Regions from separate parts of the Drosophila melanogaster genome. Here region 1 is linked to region 2. The links are chromatin contacts, called in public Hi-C maps. All regions are on one chromosome and are shown on one strand. Each heading gives the region's core, a stretch centred on a gene start, on an enhancer-like site or on the middle of the called end of the contact. The rest is flanking DNA. Distances are from core to core; before and after follow the strand shown.

Region 1 (4,180 bases), core at 110-2,609, 2.3 Mb before region 2:
TATTACCTCTGGGTGTATGTACGCATATGTTACGTGCTCATGCACTTTCATTTCTTGTCCCAGTTTTCGGAAAAGGGAAAAGGGGGGGAGGGGTCCGAGCCAAAGCCCAAAGAGAGCGACTCGTTTTGTCGGCCAGAGTGGTGGAAGAGGAGGAGGAGGGGGGGGGCTGTACTAAAACTGTGCCACGGAAGGATATGCACTCATTGCGCAAGCCCTTCTAGGCTCGATTTTACTACGAGCACAACCAACACACGCCCACACACTCCTCCAATCGTCCAGTCACGCGCAAAATTATTCAGGGCATCCGAGCGATGTAAAAGCAAGGTGAAGTTTAAATACCTTAACAATCGCAAATCCATATTGAGAACTATCAAAATAACTAATATTTACTTAGCTAGGATTTCCACAAAGTAGGCATTATGATTTCACACGATGATCTTATGAGGTTTAGTTACTATTAATATATAACATAACTTTTTCAGAATATCATATTGATATTGCAAATTTAAGTTAGACTATGATTTATAAATAAACTATATTTAAAATGACTAAAATAAAACTACAACAAAGCAAGAAAGTAAAAGTTTTCAAAAGCTTTAAACTGATATTTTAAATATTTCAATCCTAACTTGCTTTTAACTAAAGTATATCATGTTTATGTCGACACTTTTCCCAAACCAATATGGGATGTATATATTTACATCGGTTGCTAAATTGAAGGTAACAAATTTTAGTCATATTACCACCTTTTCGGATATAATTTTGTCCAGGGAAAAGCACCCACACAAAAATATGATGAGTGCAAGCAGTGCTGCCAATTTTTTTCAAGAACAATTTTTTTTTTTGCCAGTCGAATCTCATATACCCTTGCAGTAAATATAAATTTAAAAAACTGGTCTATAAAAAAGTCAAAACAATTTATCAAAACAAAAATTGATTAAAAACAACAAAACTATGATTTCTTGTTTAATATTTTCAATTATATTTCCGTCTGTTTGGTGTTGGGCTCTTGGACAGTTAGAATTACCGGTGCCCGCTTAAATATTTATTTTATTTTAAGCAATCCACCATAGACGGGAAAAAAGCTAAATTGACAACCGTGGGTGCAAGTACCAGACAGAGAGAGAGAGATAGGGAGAGGGAAAGAGAGAGGAAGAGAGAGAGTGGGAAGCCGAACCGAGTTTAGAACATTTAGCTTCGTGAGTGATTCGTGCGTAGTGCCGAATAAGACCAACACGGTGGTGAAGGTGGGGGTGCTGGTGCCGAAGTGTGCGTGTGCACTTGTTTGTTGTTGGTTCACTGAGGCCCGTTCGCGCGTCAATTCAGTCTCAGTTACTAAACCGATTTCAAGAACTACGGACGCTTCGCTCGGCCCTTGCTAAGTGGCGTGTGCTACAATTAAGTAACGGGCAGAGACATTTCACAACAACAACAAAAAATAGGAAAATAGAATACAACAAGAAATACAAAACCAAAAACCATCAAAATCCCAATAAAACCAAACCACATTAAACAAGAAAATAATAAATAGACATCCGAGCACATATACCCACGCAAAAGTAAAACAATAGCATACTAGTTGGTACAACTGGGGTATTTTATACATAACTCGCTAAATCCTTCGTTTAATACAACGACCACCAGGAGGAAACAACCAAAAACTACAGTAAATCGGAAACAAGAAATAACCATCAGCAAACTGCACCGGTAGTTAAAAAAAAAAAACAAATAAATGTTGAATTACAATTTTTTATCTATTTTGTTCGAAAAAAATATTGCAATATATTTGTGTACTTGTGTGTGCTGTGCAAAAATTGAGAAAGCAGCGAACTATCCCCCACTACACATACATCTATCTAGCCCCCACAGAAAATACAATAACAATGATTGTGATATAAAAAAAAAAAGAAACGAAAAAAAAAGAAAACAAAAAAGGAGATGGAGCATCGCTTCTCTCACTTTCGCTCGGCTGTTTTCATACTTCTTGTTTTGTTGTCGTTAGTTATGGCGCTCACTAGAGCACTGGGCTTTTCAGCGCCGAAAGGGACAGCTGTTCTTCAATAAATTTGGGTAGAGAGAGAGCTCGACTCCAGGGAACGAACTATAACTCCCTTTCCTATGCATTCAAACTTTCGTAGCTCAAAAGATGAAAGAGCAAACCGAAGGGTGCACAAGATTTGAATACCCAAAGCTTTTACAGTAGGGTACTTTAGTTGGCTTGAGCTCAGATTATTAAATACTATATATGGATATTGATTTGTTAAGAAGTTTGATGTAAATACAAATCGATCTATCTTAATCTAGCATATCCCAATTTGTTGTCGTAATTCGTGCTTAAAAGCTATAGCTAGCAGCTGATATTTGCGTTAGCAAGCTCCAAATACAGTACGCATTCTTTAACTTGACCATTTCACAATTCTGTTCAATAAATAATTCAGAGTACATGTCGATACCTCATGTTATCAGTGTTATGAAAATTTCATCCCACTATATATAACTTTGACACCTCTGAAAATGTTCGTGCTAGACAGGTTCCACTGTACTTTCTGCACAGTCTTCTATAGTTGTGTTGCACAACAAAAGACGAATTTTATAATAGTACATGTGTGCGATTTCATTTGCGCAAGCTTTTGTTTTTTTTTTATTTATTTATTCATCTGAAACAACATCGATGATTCGATAGCAATTGTTGCAAGTTTGAGAGCATAGTGACCACCGACTGCAGCTGCTTTTGCATTTCTGCCAAAGAACGAATGAAATGAAATAATTTTCGACCAAACCAAAAAACGAACTTGTGCCAGACAAATACTATCGCGTCAGAAGACCATCATTTGGCATTTTGTCGCGGTGTTCGTCGCAAGCTTATTGTATCTACTTGCATGCATACAGGGAAAAAATAGTATTCAAAAAAAAAAAAAAAAAAATTATATTGTGTACTGTACACACTCAAATGTGTATTGTATAGACAGACATTCCGGCATGGCAGTGTATTTGTCATTTCAATTTTCGTGTGTGCTCAGATAAACGAACGAGAATCATGTGCCTAATATTGTTTTTTTTTTTTTTATTTGTTGTTTGCTGTTGTGAGGTAAAATGTCCCAACATCTTACGAACAGCTGACTGTGTTTATGTGTCCTCATATGATTATGTTGCGTTATGCTTCAAATTTTGGCAAGTGAAGTGCATGGGTGAACATAAAAAAAAATAATAATAATACAGCAACAAAATTAAGAGGAAGTGAGAAAATGCCAATAGTTCAGGCACACAAACTCATACGCAGTTTGTCGGTCGGTCAGCTGTTTTGTGTTGTCTTGAGCACCAGGGTCTCTCATTTTTCTATTTTTTTTTTCTTGTTGTTCCCCCACTCTCTATCTCTCTTTTCCTCTCTCTCTCTCTATCTCTCTCTCGCCGTTGAAATTATACCCCTGCGCCAGTCGGGGAAAAATTAGAGCAACGCTTGCTCCACAACGCTCGATAAAACTGCGGGAAAGAAGGCTGCAAAGCAATAACTAAAAATAATTTGTGATGATCTTGTAAATTGAAGTACTGCACAATGTCTACAATCCACAAGTTTCGAATGCACAATATAACGTGTGAGTGTGATTTTACCACTAAGCGCTGCAAGGAAATTCCCCTAAAGCTGGTTATGCAATGTATTGAAAATCGTAGAGCATTTCTCTTTTGTTTGTTGTCGATAAAAATATACCTATCTAGTGCGATACAATTCAGCGCGCAGTAAACATTGAGTCCAGCCAGATCTTTATATATGTACATATGTATGTACATATCCCCACATTGGCTTTATGTAATGGGGCCCGGTAATTACTTCGCTCGGTCACATTTTCGTTTAGATTGGGCACTTCAGACCCTTCAGTTGCAGTGGTAATCAATTCAACGGCATTAATTACACTCTGCTATGCAAAATATGAATGCAAATCGAATGGGGAAAAAAACAAAATATAAAACAAATGTAAAATACGATTGTGAGCACAACATTAGCATAAACCCTACCAAAATTACAATTACATTCAAGAGAAACTGTTAATCTCGAAGTTAATCGAAAATACGCTAATTCCTATGTACCTATGTCTGTATTTAGTTACTTGAAATGGACATCTGTACAAAAACGAACACAGCCTCTCACAACATTTTCCTTGGAGAAACCACCTGTATTAGAACC
Region 2 (3,829 bases), core at 1,035-3,534:
GCTGCACCCTTGATGTGGTCCACGGATGGCGAGTCCTTGCTATTGGTCACACCGCGCAGGGTGCACTGTAGCGGACTCTTGCAAAATGGACCCAAGGCTATTAGGGCGTCCAGATAGTAGCCAATGCCACGCTGGACACAGCAATCATGATTTAGCTGACCGCCATGCAGTAATCCTGGTGAGAACATGACACTCGTGCCGGCGGGATTCAATTCGATCTTGGTTCCATTGGTGATTTTATCAAGCAGGCGAATTAAACTTATCTCGTACTCCCGCAGACCGGGTGCCGTTTCGTCCTCCGAACGGATTTGGCTGATCTTCACCGGTTTGCCGGACAGGCAGGCGAGGATTAGGCGCTGCTTGAGGAAGTTGCTGCCGCGGTAAATCAGGCAATTGCCCTCCTGGGCAATGGGCGGCATTTTATAGGCTCTAAACGCACCAATAAATCAAAGAATTTAGCAAATTGATCGGCGCACGTGCGTTAAAAGAGGTAAACAACGTCTATCGCCGGACTATCGGTTATCGATATAGAACACAGTATGGCAGCGCTCCTTAGGGCTGTCAAGTGTTGGAATTATCGCATTTAGTAAATAACATAATAAATTATTTACAAATGAATATATTTCAGAATGCATTTTTATAATTTACACAAGCACTGCAAACAATCGAACGTTTGTATTTTTATATTATTATTTTAAGAAAAAAAAATACTGCAAGCTTCTATTAAAAATACCAAACGCTGTAGGAGATTTGAATAGAATTGTTGTTGCGAAATTCTCTGCTCATTTTGAAAAAAATACTGCAAGCTTCTATTAAAAATACCAAACGCTGTAGGAGATTTGAATAGAATTGTTGTTGCGAAATTCTATGCTCACTTTGAAGTTGACGAAGGGGAAGTTCGCAGAAGGCGAACAAAACTAGTTGTAAAAATGTCTGCGGATCCAAAACTTTATGAATATGTCAATTGTCCCAACTCTAGCTCGCATTTGGTAATGCTGTTTAAAATGCCCTACCATTTGCCGCTTTGTGCCAAGAAATTTCCATCGGACGAATTAGCTCGCTGTCCATATAACAGAACCCATATGTACCCTATTGCCGATATATATGTAGGTTATGAATATATATTATATGTATGTAAGCAAATATTAAATTCAATTGTTTATCCCATTTGCAGGAACATATCATCAAGTGCCCGAGCTACTTACGCGAGGAGAGCCACAGCGACGCAAAAGAAGATGCCAAGGACTGTGATGCCAAGGAAAGTGATGCCAAGGACTGGGATGCCGACCCGCCGGTTTCGACATATGATCCGAATATCCACTGTGAGAAGAACCCTATCATTCGTCGTCTGCACGGAGCTACGCGCTCCTCTCGCCGGGCATTCCGCGAAAAGGAACGCAAGCGATTAATGGATTTGAATACTTTTCCTTAATCTATGAACATACTTACTTACTTACATACATCATATGAATACATACATATACATATACAACATACATACAAATAAACATATTTCATACATTTCGAAAAAGGAGCGTTTTATGTTAGCATAGATCAGCGTTTATTTAAAAATGTATTCAAATTAAAAATTAATAAGAGTTAATTCAAGGAATCTTCAACATATAATTTCATAAATATTCATATGGTAATTAAAATTACAAATAAGAGAGCCACAATTGGCGGCAATTTTGTTTTTTTTTTTTGCTTTCTGCCGCCACTTGGAAATGTACAGCAATTCCTGTTCAATATTTACTTCGTTTTCTTTTGCATCGCTTTCTGCCGCCAATTGGAAATGTGCTGCAATTTGGGTTATGTAGCTGCCCGCCCTGTTCAAAAATTCCTGGAAAATAAGATTTTACTGAATTGAATGTTTTTAAATCTTGATAAAAAGGTAAGATCATTGGGCGAGTATATATATACATCCAGTGAGTGTGTAAATAAAGTAATGTTTCATTGTTTTTACTAAATATGCATATGTTTGCTTGTATGCATTTCTTTCCTTTTTCTTTTAAAAACTACTTCTCTGAGATGCCACTCTGTTGGACCATTCCCAGAAGCCATCAAAATTCAATAAGTTTCGTTTATCTTAGTTTTCCTCATAGGCAGGCTTACTACATAGGATTGAATTTGTATTTACATATATTTGCAAACTTTTTAATAAACTTCCCCGTTTTAAGGGGAAGCTTCGCCAAGTGCGCTTTTATAACCCACCACCTTACCAGAATCGAACAGTCTGGCAGCACGGTCTCGCCGAAAAAGTATAAAAACCCACGTCTCGTCGCTCTCTGGTTCAGTCGAGTTGAGTTTTCACGGCGTGAACAACAGTGTGCGTTATTGGTTCCTTATTCTGCGGTTCTTCAATCCTTTTTGTTCCAATCCTACTGAAAAAGAAATCAAAAGTTCACATCGTTAAGCGGCAAAAACAACAAAAGCGAAGGTGAATAAGGCATAAAAAACAGCACACGCAACTGAATAGTTGTGGGTGTGCGAGTGTGTGTATGCGCGTGTGAAGGAGCCTTTTAGTAAACACTCACACACTTGTGTATTTTTTTTCTGTGAGACACAAGATATTTGAGTGCATTTTTTGCCATTTGCCTTGCCAACCCCTCTCCCCCGCACGCATATAAGAAGAGAAAGAGAGGCAGGGAAAAAATAAAGGAGCCCACGAAGAAAAGCAACAACTATTAAACAGGCTCCTCATCGTATAAAAGCAGCGCAGCCGCCGTCAACGTCAACTGCAGTGGGCCAACGTCGTTGCAGTCGTGTCGTTAGTTTTTGTTCTTGTTGCAGCAGCAGCATCAAAGACAGAAGTAGAGAGAGCGAGCGAAACAGCCGGAGAGACAAAACAAAAAGCACTTAGGTAAGTGGCAAAATAAAAAAAAACGCAGAAACAGCAGCAGCAGCAACAACAACATCGATCTTGACGAAGACCAATTCAAAGAAGCAAGCGAAAAAAACTGCCGGCGAATGCGAATATAAAAGCAAAAACGAAATTACAGTCGCGGTCACAAAATTATGCCATATTAGATGATTTCAATAAAAATAGGTGAAATTTAAGAATTTGTTGATGCGCGTTATTTGCTCCAATTGGAAAACGTTGGTCTACGTGATAAAATCAACCGGCACACACGCACGCACCCGAAAATTCGAGAAAAACTGAAACGAGGAAAGCCGAAACCGAAAAAAAAAACAGCTGCCCACATTGGATGGGGGGTGAATTTGTTTGTTTTTTTTTCTGCCTGCCAAACTTGTTCCTTAGGCTTTTTGATTTTATTTTCGTTGTCTCGAGGTTTATTTGCATTCGGCGCCCCGTCCAATGTTTCCATGTCATCCGATTTTGTTTTCCCATATTATCTACCAGAATTGCTGGCTCACAGTGGTGGTACAATTCACTCTGCATAATTAACGATTATTTAAGTATTTAACAAAATCAGATGCAAATGCAATATGACCTAAAGTATAATATGACTCCAAACCCGAGATGTGTTATTAGAAGGGTTCTGGACGGGGAATTTTGCAAACAATTCCAGGCAAAATACAAAAAAATTTCAATTTTTCTGGTTACTGGATGCCAAACAAATACAGTTCTCAGTTTATAAAAGGCATAACAAAACCATCAAATTTATTCTGTAGTTTCAAAAAGAGTGGGTGACACAAATTGGTTTTTAATTTCTTTTATATCTATTTATGCAATTCATGTGCGCCTAATAGTTCGATCTCTTCTGTTAAAAAAAACAAACAACAGCATTCAATGGTGAGAACGTCTCTGCTTCTTTTTCTTGTTCTTTTTATTGGACATTGCTTATGTATTTTATTTTTTGCGAAATGT

The links. A called contact is a pair of places that touch in the nucleus more often than the background predicts.
Region 1: a contact with region 2 is called in a Hi-C map of the Kc167 cell line, with 4 times the contacts expected there. The contact joins the promoter of Tob here to the promoter of Pdcd4 in region 2.

Annotation. Positions count from the first base shown.
Region 1 is chrX:16,088,674-16,092,853 of dm6, reverse strand. It overlaps Tob (Transducer of ERBB2), which reads left to right and starts at 1,359. Exons shown (of 6, transcript NM_001169300.3): 1 at 1,359-1,707.
Region 2 is chrX:13,753,861-13,757,689 of dm6, reverse strand. Pdcd4 (Programmed cell death 4) reads left to right here and starts at 2,284. Exons shown (of 4, transcript NM_001272604.1): 1 at 2,284-2,437. It overlaps CG32625, which reads left to right and starts at 864. Exons shown (of 2, transcript NM_167381.3): 1 at 864-1,106; 2 at 1,175-1,526. The coding sequence starts at 930. The coding sequence ends at 1,432. It overlaps Rtc1, which reads right to left and starts at 511. Exons shown (of 3, transcript NM_132691.4): 1 at 1-511. The coding sequence starts at 419. It also overlaps asRNA:CR43833.